Regions from separate parts of the Mus musculus genome. Here regions 1, 3 and 4 are each linked to region 2. A link is a contact called in public promoter capture Hi-C data. All regions are on one chromosome and are shown on one strand. The core of a region is the stretch at or near the end of the contact, and the rest is flanking DNA. Distances in the headings are between cores, read along the strand shown. Region 1 holds the start of Ebf3 (early B cell factor 3). Region 2 holds the start of Inpp5a (inositol polyphosphate-5-phosphatase A). Region 3 holds the start of Pidd1 (p53 induced death domain protein 1). Region 4 holds the start of Gatd1 (glutamine amidotransferase like class 1 domain containing 1).

The links. Promoter capture Hi-C pulls out the DNA fragments that hold promoters and counts their contacts.
Region 1: a contact with region 2 is called in a promoter capture Hi-C map of pre-B cells, with 2.1 times the contacts expected there. The contact joins the promoter of Ebf3 here to the promoter of Inpp5a in region 2. A contact is called at or near these places in 2 of 39 promoter capture datasets (embryonic stem cells and pre-B cells).
Region 3: a contact with region 2 is called in a promoter capture Hi-C map of pre-B cells, with 4 times the contacts expected there. The contact joins the promoter of Pidd1 here to the promoter of Inpp5a in region 2. A contact is called at or near these places in 2 of 39 promoter capture datasets (pre-B cells and second pharyngeal arch cranial neural crest).
Region 4: a promoter capture Hi-C map of pre-B cells shows a contact between it and region 2, with 8 times the contacts expected there. The contact joins the promoter of Gatd1 here to the promoter of Inpp5a in region 2. A contact is called at or near these places in 2 of 39 promoter capture datasets (cranial neural crest and pre-B cells).

Annotation. Positions count from the first base shown.
Region 1 is chr7:137,312,987-137,315,717 of GRCm38.p6, forward strand. It overlaps Ebf3 (early B cell factor 3), which reads right to left and starts at 1,459. Exons shown (of 16, transcript NM_001113414.1): 1 at 794-1,459; 2 at 532-688; 3 at 107-170. The coding sequence starts at 927.
Region 2 is chr7:139,387,785-139,390,521 of GRCm38.p6, forward strand. It overlaps Inpp5a (inositol polyphosphate-5-phosphatase A), which reads left to right and starts at 1,325. Exons shown (of 16, transcript NM_001127363.1): 1 at 1,325-1,680. The coding sequence starts at 1,606. Gm46004 (a long non-coding RNA gene) reads right to left here and starts at 1,363. Exons shown (of 2, transcript XR_001778314.2): 1 at 782-1,363.
Region 3 is chr7:141,442,565-141,445,295 of GRCm38.p6, forward strand. Pidd1 (p53 induced death domain protein 1) reads right to left here and starts at 1,461. Exons shown (of 16, transcript NM_022654.2): 1 at 1,405-1,461; 2 at 404-789. The coding sequence starts at 713.
Region 4 is chr7:141,412,739-141,415,438 of GRCm38.p6, forward strand. Gatd1 (glutamine amidotransferase like class 1 domain containing 1) reads right to left here and starts at 1,387. Exons shown (of 8, transcript NM_172116.4): 1 at 1,264-1,387. The coding sequence starts at 1,327.

The DNA of each region.
Region 1 (2,731 bases), core at 209-2,708, 2.1 Mb before region 2:
ACACCCATGTCATTTTAATCTCAAAATCTTTATGTCCTGAAACCATCGAGGGAAGGGAGAGCCAGCGCTCAGGGCGAAAGGGCAGTCAGCAAGCAGTGGTACTCACCATTGCTGTACAGTAGCTGCAGCTTGTAGTGAATGCCGTTGTTGGTTTTCTCGTTGTTCGGCTCCTGAAAGCAACGATAAATAATTGCATTTAGCGTGGCCGCGTCTGGCGCGGTCACCGCGCTCGGTCCCCCTCCAGGACCGAGGCCCCTCGGCCTCACACGCTGCAGGCAGGATTCCTGGCTCGCAGCTACGCGGTGATGTCACTTTTCCTGCCGCAAGCCCAGCGTTCCCCCTCGCCCCCAGTGAGTCCGAGGGCACAGAGAAGTTGTTCGGCCCTTGGCGGGGCCTGTGCGACCGCACGTGGCGGCGGGGTCGCCCGGCGGAGCGCTCCCGCCACCGAGGGGGGCACTCGGACCCCATGCGCGGGCACCAACTGCCCCCTACTCCTGGAGAGGGAGGGTGCGATCGCCGGTGTACACTTACTTTCTCTTTCTCCACAAAGTCCACAAAAGCGGTCCTTTCGATCTCCACCGGCTGCCCCTGCCTGTCGTAGAGCGCCAGCACGAAGTGGAAGAAATTGGATTTCCGGAGGTTGGAAGGAGGCTGCTTCTCGAAGTGCGCCCGCGCCAGCCCCACGCCGCTGCAGGAGGAAAGGGACAGCGGCCCGGTGAGCAGCGCGGCGCTGGCCGGAGGAGGGGGCCGGGCCGGGCCGGGGCCAAGGCGCGCGGGGGCGGCCGGTACGTACCTCTGGGCGGCCGTGTTGGCGTCCACCACGCCTGCCGTGTGCATCCACGAGCGCACCGGGTTCATGCCGCTGCCCAGCGGCTCCTCCTTCATGGTCGTCCCCCCGCGCGGAATATTCTCCTGAATCCCAAACATGAACACTGCTGGCGGCGGCCGCGACTCCCGGCCGAAAGCGCGTCCGCGGTCGGCGGCGCTCGGGGCTCGGCGGCAGGAGGCTGCCCTGGCCGCCCTGGCCCTGCTCGGCGCCTGCGGTGCGGCCCGCCGCCGGCTTCAGCCCGTCCCGGGCAGGCGCCGCATACACCGGCGGCCGGGCGCTGCGGACGGCCGGGGACGCGGGCGGGCTGCACCGGTGGCGACGCGACGCTTCGGAGGAGCAGGGCGCGGTGGACGCGGTGGCCGCGGCGGCGCTTGTTGTTGTTGTTGTTTGCAGGCGCGCTCAACGTGGTGTCATCCTAGCCAGGCGGCGTCCGCGGCTGCAGGACACTGCGGGATCGCCCGCTTCTGGCGCGGCCCGCCTGCTCCAAAGACAAATAAACGGGGCAGTGAGTGCCGCGGCGCAGTCCCGGGCGCAGGCGGGGCGCGGCGGGGCCTGGAGCGGCGCGCGCAGCGGACGGAGGCGCACAAAACTCAGCCCTCTCTCCCCGAGGAATGGACCCTTTCCCGGGAGCCAAAACTCGAAGCCCCCGGGAGCGGCGCTGTCAGAGGGTGACGTCGGGGGGCGGCGCCTGCGCCATATATGGGAGCGGCCGCCCCTCGCCGCGCCCCTCGCCGCCGCCGCCGCCGCGCTCGCCGACTGACTGCCTGACGGCGCCGCGAGCCGGCCCGAGCCCCGCGAGCCCAGCGAGCCCCGCCGCCTCCGAGCGCCACCGAGCGCCACCACCGCCCCCGGCCACGCGCCACGGCTCCACAAGCCCAGCCGCGGCCGAGGAAGTTACCACCCGCTCAAATAAATCTCGCAAAGAAGCGAGCGCAGCCAGTGCATAAGTGCTGCTTGGCCCGTTATACCTGCCCACAAGACCTGCCACACAGTCAAAACACCGTGGGTCGGAGGAGGAGCGCCCCAAGTCGCCCACACGCATGCAATAAATACCAGGGCAGCACTGGCTCTGGGGTGTCCCAAAGAGAACAGCAGGAAGAGGCTGGAAAGGCGCGCGGGAGGAGATTCCAGGAGAGGGAGGGACAACAAGGGGCTGGGAGAAGAGGGTACCTAATGCCCCTTCTAGGGATCCACACTCCCTGCCGCCACCAGGGCAAGAGGCGCAGCTCAGTCTGATTTCTAGGCAGACCTAAGGCTGCTGAAGGGCCAGTGTGCCCACATCTGAGCCCCGCTGGGTGTCCCATGCTTTCTACCCCGGCAAAGCCTGCTGAATACAGGGCCGGGGTCCACGTCGGAGACAGGTTCCTCCAGATGCCCCCTCTCCCTCCGGTGGCCACAGGAGTTTCGGGTCCCTGGCCTGTTCTTGGGTGCGGCAGTGACAAAGAAGGCTGGGCCCTCTCTGGGCCGACGGAAAGAGCGCTCAGCCTCTCCGGCGACCCGGAGCTGGTGTCCAGCCTGTTACATGGTCCGTGCGGTGGCCAGATCTCCCCACCTCCAACCGCCTGAAAAGCAGAGCAGACACTGCGGGCGCCAGGGACCCTGCCCTCTGCGCCTCCCAGCCTGGGTGAGCGCGCGCCCTGCGGCTTCCCGACCTGGTTTCGAGGAACCGGGAGGGCAGCTGGGAGCCGGCAGCGCGTGGGCTCGGAGGCCCAGCTCGGGAGGCCCGGATTCGGTTCCCAGGCGCTCGGCCCACCCAAAGGAGATCTGTGCGACGCGCGACAGAGGCCCAAGGGACGACCTGGAGATGTCCCAGGCTCTTTCCTGCCACGAGAAATAAGGCCCTTCTGGTTTTAAAAGAAGAAGAAAAAGAAAAGGTTTCTGGGCGCAAGTGTCGCAGGGCAG
Region 2 (2,737 bases), core at 75-2,574:
TACAAAATTAAAGAATGAACCCACCAGAAGAACTGTCGTTGCAAACAGGGTTCTAGTATGTCTGTAGTACTGTTTCTTTGGATGCCTCCTCGCAGGCTACAGCGCAGCAGCCCCACTGGACAGGGCTTTCTGGAGGCCTAGACTAGCAAGGGTTACCCAGCTCACTATATGTTCCCTACCAGCCCCGTCCCACCTCCAGGAACAACTGACTCTATCTCAGAGAAATTTCTTGATTCCTTCTACATGTAGGACTGATTCTGTTCTTCTAACTAGCATACCTCCCTGCCCCCCACCTCCAGCTCTCTCTGGTGGCTAAAATTCCCGGACTGACCACATCCCCCACCTTGGGAACTGTCCTTGGGTGTGGCATGGGGGCCACAGCTGGCTATCCAAACACCTAATCTGAACTTTTTCTTTTTTAGGTGGGAGGGGCGGGGTATGGTCTCAAGCTAGTTTAGGTTGCTATGAGTTCAGGTTGGCCTCGAACTCATAGCAATCCTGCCACAACTTCCGAGTACTGGGATTACAGGAGTACATCAATACGCTTGCTTCTTAAAAGGATTTATTAGTTTTCTGTTTTTGGATGCCAACAGCTTTCTGTTTTGTAAGCAAAGTCCTATATAAGGAACTGGGTGGACGTGTTAGGAAATTGCAAAATCCCATACACTTGATCTGCAGACCCACTCTTTGCAGACCCAGAGCTGGGACTGGAGGAGGCTCCTCCTTAATTCTCCGTGGCCCTGCTCCCTCCCACGGTCCGCCTACGTCAGACTCCCCGTACCGGCGAGGGCCTGGACCCAGGCTGAAGACCGGTTCCACATCGGGGGGGGGGGATGGGGGGCCAGGACAGAGGTTCCAAGGATCTCCAGGGCTCCCAACAAGAAGGCGGGCTGTAGTCGTCCAAACTCGCGGCTCCTTTAAGAAGCGCTTTGGTAACAGGGTCGTGACGTCATGGGAGTGGAGGGTGGAATATGCGCGTAACCGCGGCAGGGCGGGGCAAAGCCAGGGGAGGACTCAGGGGCCTGACTGACAGGAATGCCCCATATGCCCGCCTCTCCCCTCCTCCATCTGGTGTTGGCTCCGCCCCACCCTAGGCTTAGCTCCTGTGAGCAGGCCCGCCCCTGCACAAACCCCACCCCCAGCCTGACTCAGGCTCGAGAACCCGCCCTTCCAGTGGACCCGGAGCCAGGGAGCCTAAGACCCAAGTCTGTAGATTGTGTGCAGGCCCCGCCCCATAGGGAGGCCCCACCCCCGGCGCGACCGACAGCCCCGCCTTCTAGGGTCCCACCTCCTGTGGGGCGGGACTTGTCCCAGCCGGAGTCGGCGGCGGCGGCTGCGGGAACTTTCCCGGCGGGTCTAATGGCTGCGCGCGGGCCGCTGTGAGGCGCGGCGGCGAGCGGGCGCGGGGCCGCGGAGCAGCGAAGAGCCGCGACCGCGAGGCTGGAGCCCCGGCCAGGCCCGGTCCGACCCGCCAAGCCCGCGATGCGCCCCTGTGCTGTCCCCCGGCGCAGCTGACGCCCCGCGGCCCCGCGAGACCCCAGCCCTACCGGCCCCGCAGGAAGCGGCCGCCGCCACCCAGTCCAGAGCCCGCTCCGCCCGGGCACCATGGCGGGGAAGGCGGCCGCCCCCGGCACCGCGGTCCTGCTGGTCACGGCCAACGTGGGCTCGCTCTTCGACGACGTAAGTGCCGCGCCGTCGGCTAGGGAGGGGCGGTTACGGGCTAGGAGTCTCCCAGCCCGGGACCCTGACATCCCCATTTTCAGTTGGAGACCCTAAATTCCGGCCCCTACAGCGTCTTCTATAGCCGCGGACTCCGGGCCAGTTGTCTTTGGGACGTGTGACTCTGATGCCCCCTACCCACAGCTGGAGACTCCGACCAGGATTTTCCCAAGCCCCAGACAGACCCTGACCCCATAGCAGGGGGGTACCCTAGGCCAGGAAACTTCCAGCTACACACTCGGGACCTTAACACCGCTTTTCTGGTACCCGAGGCCAAACTCGAAGACTCAGTTTTTGAACCCCTGTCTTAACCCATACTACAGGAACCCAGACTCAGTCCAGATCCTTGAATCCTGATGCTGGTTCCTTGCTTTGCTCCCAAGACAGCAAATCCCTATCTTTTTCCTGCCTTGGAACTCCAGAGCCACAAGTACTGACCTGGAATTTTGACCCAGAATCCTGATACTTGGATGTCCTGGCTTCCAAACCCAAGCATACGCTGACCCCAGGTTTTCTGATTCACCCCCTGGCCCCCAGTCTCTGACTCTGATCCCCCAAGTCTGATTTCTGGTTCCAGAAACCCAGCTTTCAAAAATTTTGGTCCTGTTCCTCTCAACCCATACCACACTGACCCTGAACTCTGAGTCTCTACCCTAAAACCTCAGATCCTACACCTACTCTTGGCCCCAGAGTGAGGTCCCTGCCTCTAATTCTACACCCCATCTCCCATCCCCGAACCTTCCTCCCAATAGACCTCAGTCCCAAACCTTGAGCTCCATCATCTGAGTCCTGGTACCTATATCCCATCCCTTGGTCTTGTCTTCTGAGGGGCCTGAGGCGTGAGGCACCTCATTTTGCCATGTAACTTGCAATAGCACTAGTTCTCAAATGAGGTAGCTCTCTTCAAGCCTTGGGGGACTTTATATTCCTGTTTACTAAATGAGAAGGTGCTGAAAAGCTCTTCAAGGCCAAAAATGATGCCAAAGGCCTTTATCTTGTAGAACGGCTTCTCCAGTCC
Region 3 (2,731 bases), core at 211-2,710, 2.1 Mb after region 2:
CTGGAAGTGGGGAAGACAGCTATAGCCCTCAAGAGTTGGAGTCTCCCCCATTCAGCGCTGTCAGAGAAAGCCTCCCTTTTAAGCCAGCCAGAGGGACAAAGAAGACACCAGCTCGTAGAAGCTGACAGCATCACCCCAGGAAAACTGGGATCTACAGAGACCCGGCTGGGCACATTCAGGGTTCTAGGCTCAGGAGACAGAGCCCAGCGAGCCTCACTTTGGGGGAGGAAGGTGATAGGGCTAAGGACAAGGGACAGTTGTGGGGTAGGGGTTCACACCTGATGTGCGGGGAGAAGAGAGGTTTGGAGTTAGGGCTGGGACAAGGATGGCCTTTGTGTCCAAGAAGTAGAGTCAAAGCTGGACAGAGATGAGGACAGGGTCAGGAAGGAGCAAGGGTACTCACCTTTGAGGACCAGGGAGCGAAGGCGCAGCAGACTCCACGGAACCTTGGCTAGGGTGTCATCCAGCAGCTGAGGGTCCTCATGGGTGCTGAGCCGCAAAAACTCCACTTGCAGCAGCTGTGGGGGCTGCTGGGAACACAGGTACTGTAGCCGATGGCAGCCCCCTGGGCGTAGGTCCAAGTTCAACTGGTTCCCAGCCGGGAGAAAAGGTGCTCCAGGCCCGGCATCCACAGCCTCCAAGGTGGATGTTGCAGCATCCTCTGCAGCAGCTGCAGTTTCCTCCGGCTCCTGCCCCTCCAACACTGCAGCCATCACCCATGGAAGGTCCTCGGGGACCAGACATGTCCCAGCTTGCCAAGCAAGCCTGCTTAGGCAAGGCTGATAGAAGCTGGAGAAGCAGGGGGAGGAGTAGGCTGTAGGGGACCAGCTCCCCCTCCAGGTCAGAGCAACAATAACTCAGCTTGGAAACCCGGGAGCTCTTGAGACCACCAGCCCAAGAACCCTGGGCACAAGGGGTAGTGAGTGGAGTGGTCACTGCAGCCCTACGGCTTGCATCTGTGCTGGATCCTTCTGCCTGGGAGGGGCACCAGGCAGGGCGACTCTGAACAGCATAGCTTGGAGAACTCTGCTTAGATCAAGGACAAGGAGAGGGTTTCCACCTCAATTCTGGAATCTGCCCAAGTGATCCCTGATCCCTACAGGGCTCTGGAAATAAGGACACACTTTCTATCTTCACACCCAAATGCATGGGGAGAACCCAGAACCTTCTTCCACTGCAGACGTTCACTGTGCCCGAGAGGGTCAGTAAACAGTGCGAAGGGGAGCCAAGAGGACTTTGGGGTTCTTGTGCTAGGGTCCCATATCGCGGTCCCTAGTAGACACTCTTGAGCCACAATTCCCAATTCACACCTCCGTCAAATGGGGAAAGCAGAGGGGGTCTCGGTAGGTGAGGAATCGCTTTGGTCCCGCCTCTGGAGCAAACTTCCCGCCTCCCATTGAGTACCTGCCACGCTGATCTCCCCGCCAGTCTAGGCGCGCTCTGTGCTGCCTTCCCGCCGGCGCGCTTCCGGGCGGGCCACCCGTCGGGCTCCGCCCCTCCGGGCTAGCCAGTAGGAATTCTCCGAGGTTCTTATGGCTCCTTCCTTTTCTGTTGTTCGCACTAAGGGAAGCCGGTGACCCGCAGGAAAACTTACACTTTCAGATCTCTGCAACCCCAGACCTGTGGTGGCACTGCATAGTCTGGGTCTCAAGTGCATTCTAAGACAGGAATTTTGGGTTAACAGAGTATTGTCACACTCCTTGCTAGAAGCTAGAACCTTGAATGCTGGCTTCCTGGGGGGAACCGCTCTAGGAAAGTAGTTCTCAGTCTGTAGGTCGCGACCCCTTTGACAAACTTATATCTCCAAAAGATATTTACACTGTGATTCATAACTAGCAAAATTACAGTGATGAAGTAGCAGGAATAATTTCATGGTTGGGGTCACCACATCATGGGAACTGTCAAAGCATTAGGAAGGTTGAGACTCAGAGTCTCCAGGACTTCCATCTCAGGCTTTGCAGTGAAGTCCAGCTTATTGGAGCTAACCATTGATCATTACTGTGGGCCAACTCCCTACCTAGGCAGTGAGTTGCCTGGCTTTTCCTCCCTGACTTAGGTGGGTCTCAACACAAACAAACTTGAGATAGAAGTTCTTGCCTGCTGGGCGTGGTGGGCACTTCTTTAATCCCAGCACTCGGGAGTTCGAGGCCAGCCTGGTCTACAAAGTGAGTTCCAGAACAACCAGGGCTATACAGAGAAACCCTGTCTAGAAAAACCAAAAAAGAACTTGCCTAAGTCCTTTAGTTGATTAATATTGAAGCCAACACCCAGAATCCTCAGTGGAGCTGGTGGACTGGAAATGACCAAGTGACTGTTCTACAGTCTAAGTGATGGGCAAGCTTCCTGCAAGGCCTCTCTGCTTCCATTCTAGCACCTGCCTCTTTCTCACTGTTTCCATAAAGGTGCCAGATGGTGCTTTATAAAAACCAGCCCCAGGGGCTTAGTCTAATTGTGCTCACCTCAAGTGCAGTGCCTTTCTGAGATGGGAGAACTGCTGCCCCGGGCTGCACAGCAAGACCTGTCTCAAAAGCAATCATCCTAGGAATATTCCTTAAGTTTATATTAATGAGCATGGTGGTATTTGCCTTTAATCTGCAAATGAGCTCTTCACCATTGAGCCATCTCTCCAGCTATTTTGGGTATTATTTTACAGTTAAAAAAAAAAAAATCACAGCCGGGCAGTGATGGCACACACCTTTAATCCCAGCACTTGGGAGGCAGAGGCAGGCGA
Region 4 (2,700 bases), core at 137-2,636, 2.0 Mb after region 2:
AAAAGATTTATTTATTTACTTTATGTATATGAGTACACACTGAAGCTGTACAGATGGTTGTGAGCCTTCATCTGGTTGTTGAGAATTGAATTTAGGACCTCTGCTCACTCCAGTCCAAAGGTTTATTTGTTATTATAAATAAGTACATTGTAGCTGTCTTCAGACCAAATGGTTGCTCTCTCCCATCCTGGTCTTAAGACACCCTGTGGGTCTTAAGACACTCCAGAAGAGGGAGTCAGATCTTGTTAAGGATGGTTGTGAGGTTGTTGGGATTTGAACTCAGGACCTTCGGAAGAGCAGTCAGTGTTCTTATCCGCTGAGCCTTCTCACCAGCCCCCTAGCATTTTTTTAAAGACAGCATCTCATGTAGCCATTGCCCTCTCTATCCTCCTGCCTCCAACTCTGACACTAGGCTTTTGGCTTGTGGATTTTGTTTTGGTTAATATTTTGAGTCAGACCTCACTGTGTACTCCTGCTAGCCTGGAACTTGCTATATAAGTTCCAGACGGGCTCAAACTCCTGGAGATCCATCTGCCTCTGCCTCCTGAGTGCTGGGATTAAAGATAATTTTTAGCTTCTCAATCCCTCACTTTCCGACTCTCAAGGAAGGCCTACCTAGGAGCTGCTGTAGATTCTCTTTTACCTCTATTCCAGGGAGGAGCAGCACCCTCAGGCCCCTCCCACCCTCACCTGGGACGCTTCAGTGTGGAACCCAGAAATTCATCAGTCCAAGATCCCGACGTACCCTCGCGCTCACACCCACTTGCAGAGGTCTATAGGAATCCAGAGGGAAACCCCGGGCCGCAGCCCTGGGCTCCACCTCCCCACAGAGACTATCTCGGGCCAGTCGGTTCCCTAAGGACCCGTGAAGTAATCATCTGCCCAGCGCCCCTGACACACACCGGGCAGTTGGAACATGAAGCCAACAGACCCCTTCTGCGTGAGGGTCCCTTTTATGCAGCTCTTTCGAGCAACCTCTTTCAGGATCGCTTCCTGGAGGTGCACGAAGATAAACCCAAGATAGGGGGTAACAGAGAGGCAGAAAACACGGGCAGAGAGAGTACCAAGCCCCTGCGGCTCACTCGGGGGCAGGGTCATCTCTGCAGCCGCTGACCGTCCCTGTCTGCCAGCGCAGACAACATAGTAGGCCTGCGCCAGAGAAACAGATGCAGGGTCCCAGAATCTCAACTCCACAAACACAAACGTTTGCCCAGAGTCAGGACTGCAGGCCAGTGAGCTACACAGCTGCCCTGCGCGCCTCACCTTCGGAAGCGCCGCTGGCCACCAGGAGACACGCAGGCCTGCTTGGCAGCCGCTCGGACGCCATGGCTACAGCCCAGGCGGATATTTGTGCGAGGGATGGGGCGGGGCGGGGCTCGCCTGCAGAGAGCGGAATGCGCATGCGTGAGGCACGAAGGGCGGGGCTCGCCGGCAGGGTGCAAGGTGGGGTGGGAGAAACAACGCGGAAATTGAGTGAAGATGGGGGCAGTTTGCGCATGCGCATGGGGTAGTGGTTGAGTGGCAAGCATGCGAGGGGCGGGGACTGAGCGGGGGCGGAGCGGGGCGGAGCGGGGCGGGGGTTGGAGGCGGAGGCGGGGGAGGATACGCCCTGGGTCCCTGAGTGGTCGTTTCCTGATTGGAAGCCACCGGTACAGACTTGTGGCCCTAGGGCACATCAATTAAACCCAGTGGGCCGGGTAGATGTTTCCGAGTCCGAGTCTACCACAGAGCTACTACGCCTTGGGCCTTTGCCCGAAAGTTGAGCCTGGCTAAGTGTGTCAGGGAGCGATGACCGGTCGGGCGGACAGGGTGAGGGGCACAGAGTTGGGTCGTATGTGGGCGGGTCTTCCTCTGCCGGTTTGTGAAGATCCAGAAGATACCTGGGTCGGTTGAGTTTTGTATGTTCCTATAGAGGATGGAATGTCACTTCCTGAGCTGTGGACGCCTCTGGAGGTTCTGTTGAGTTTCCTGAGGAAAAGACCAGATTGGGGAGGCCAACCTGTATCTAAAGCGATTTACTTCTGTGGGACTCCTGCTGGGGCTTAGGAAAAGGAACCTGGAGCCCAGGATTGTGTGTTGTCTGAGTGGCGACTTTTGAAGATTCACAAGCCACAAGCTTGACTAGCCATCCTTATTAAATCCCCATCTATTGACATGAAACCCTGAAATTGAAGGGGTCAGATTGGCTAGTGTCCACATACTCACACAGTTCCACCTTTGTGCTGCCTCCAGAGTAACATTAAGGCACCAGAAGTGGCAGAGCCAGCAGTAAGCTTGAGTCTTGTGGAGAAAAGTATTTATATTGAATTCAACGCCCAGGTATTAGATATAATTTTGTAAAGAGACTACCATTCCAGGGAAATGTATAGACAGGGCAAATTTTACCCTTGAGGAAGAGTGTGCTGGAGAAAATGGTGAACAGCACCCCAAGACAGGAAGAGCATTTGATTTTGTTTTAACTCAGGTGGTGGCTGTTTCTTTTGCCCACTGACTGGAGTCCGACCTCACAATCTTATTAACTAGTCGGGAAAGACTCAACATACAAGAAATGGAGGAGGGGAAAGCAGTCCCTGACTGAAGGAGAATCACTGTTCCAGGCTAGTATAGAGAAATACACCTTTGGGTAAACAAAGCTTTTACTAGGTGGAAAGGATTAAACATTTGCATAAAAGTCTTACAAGGTGAAGGAGATAAAAATAT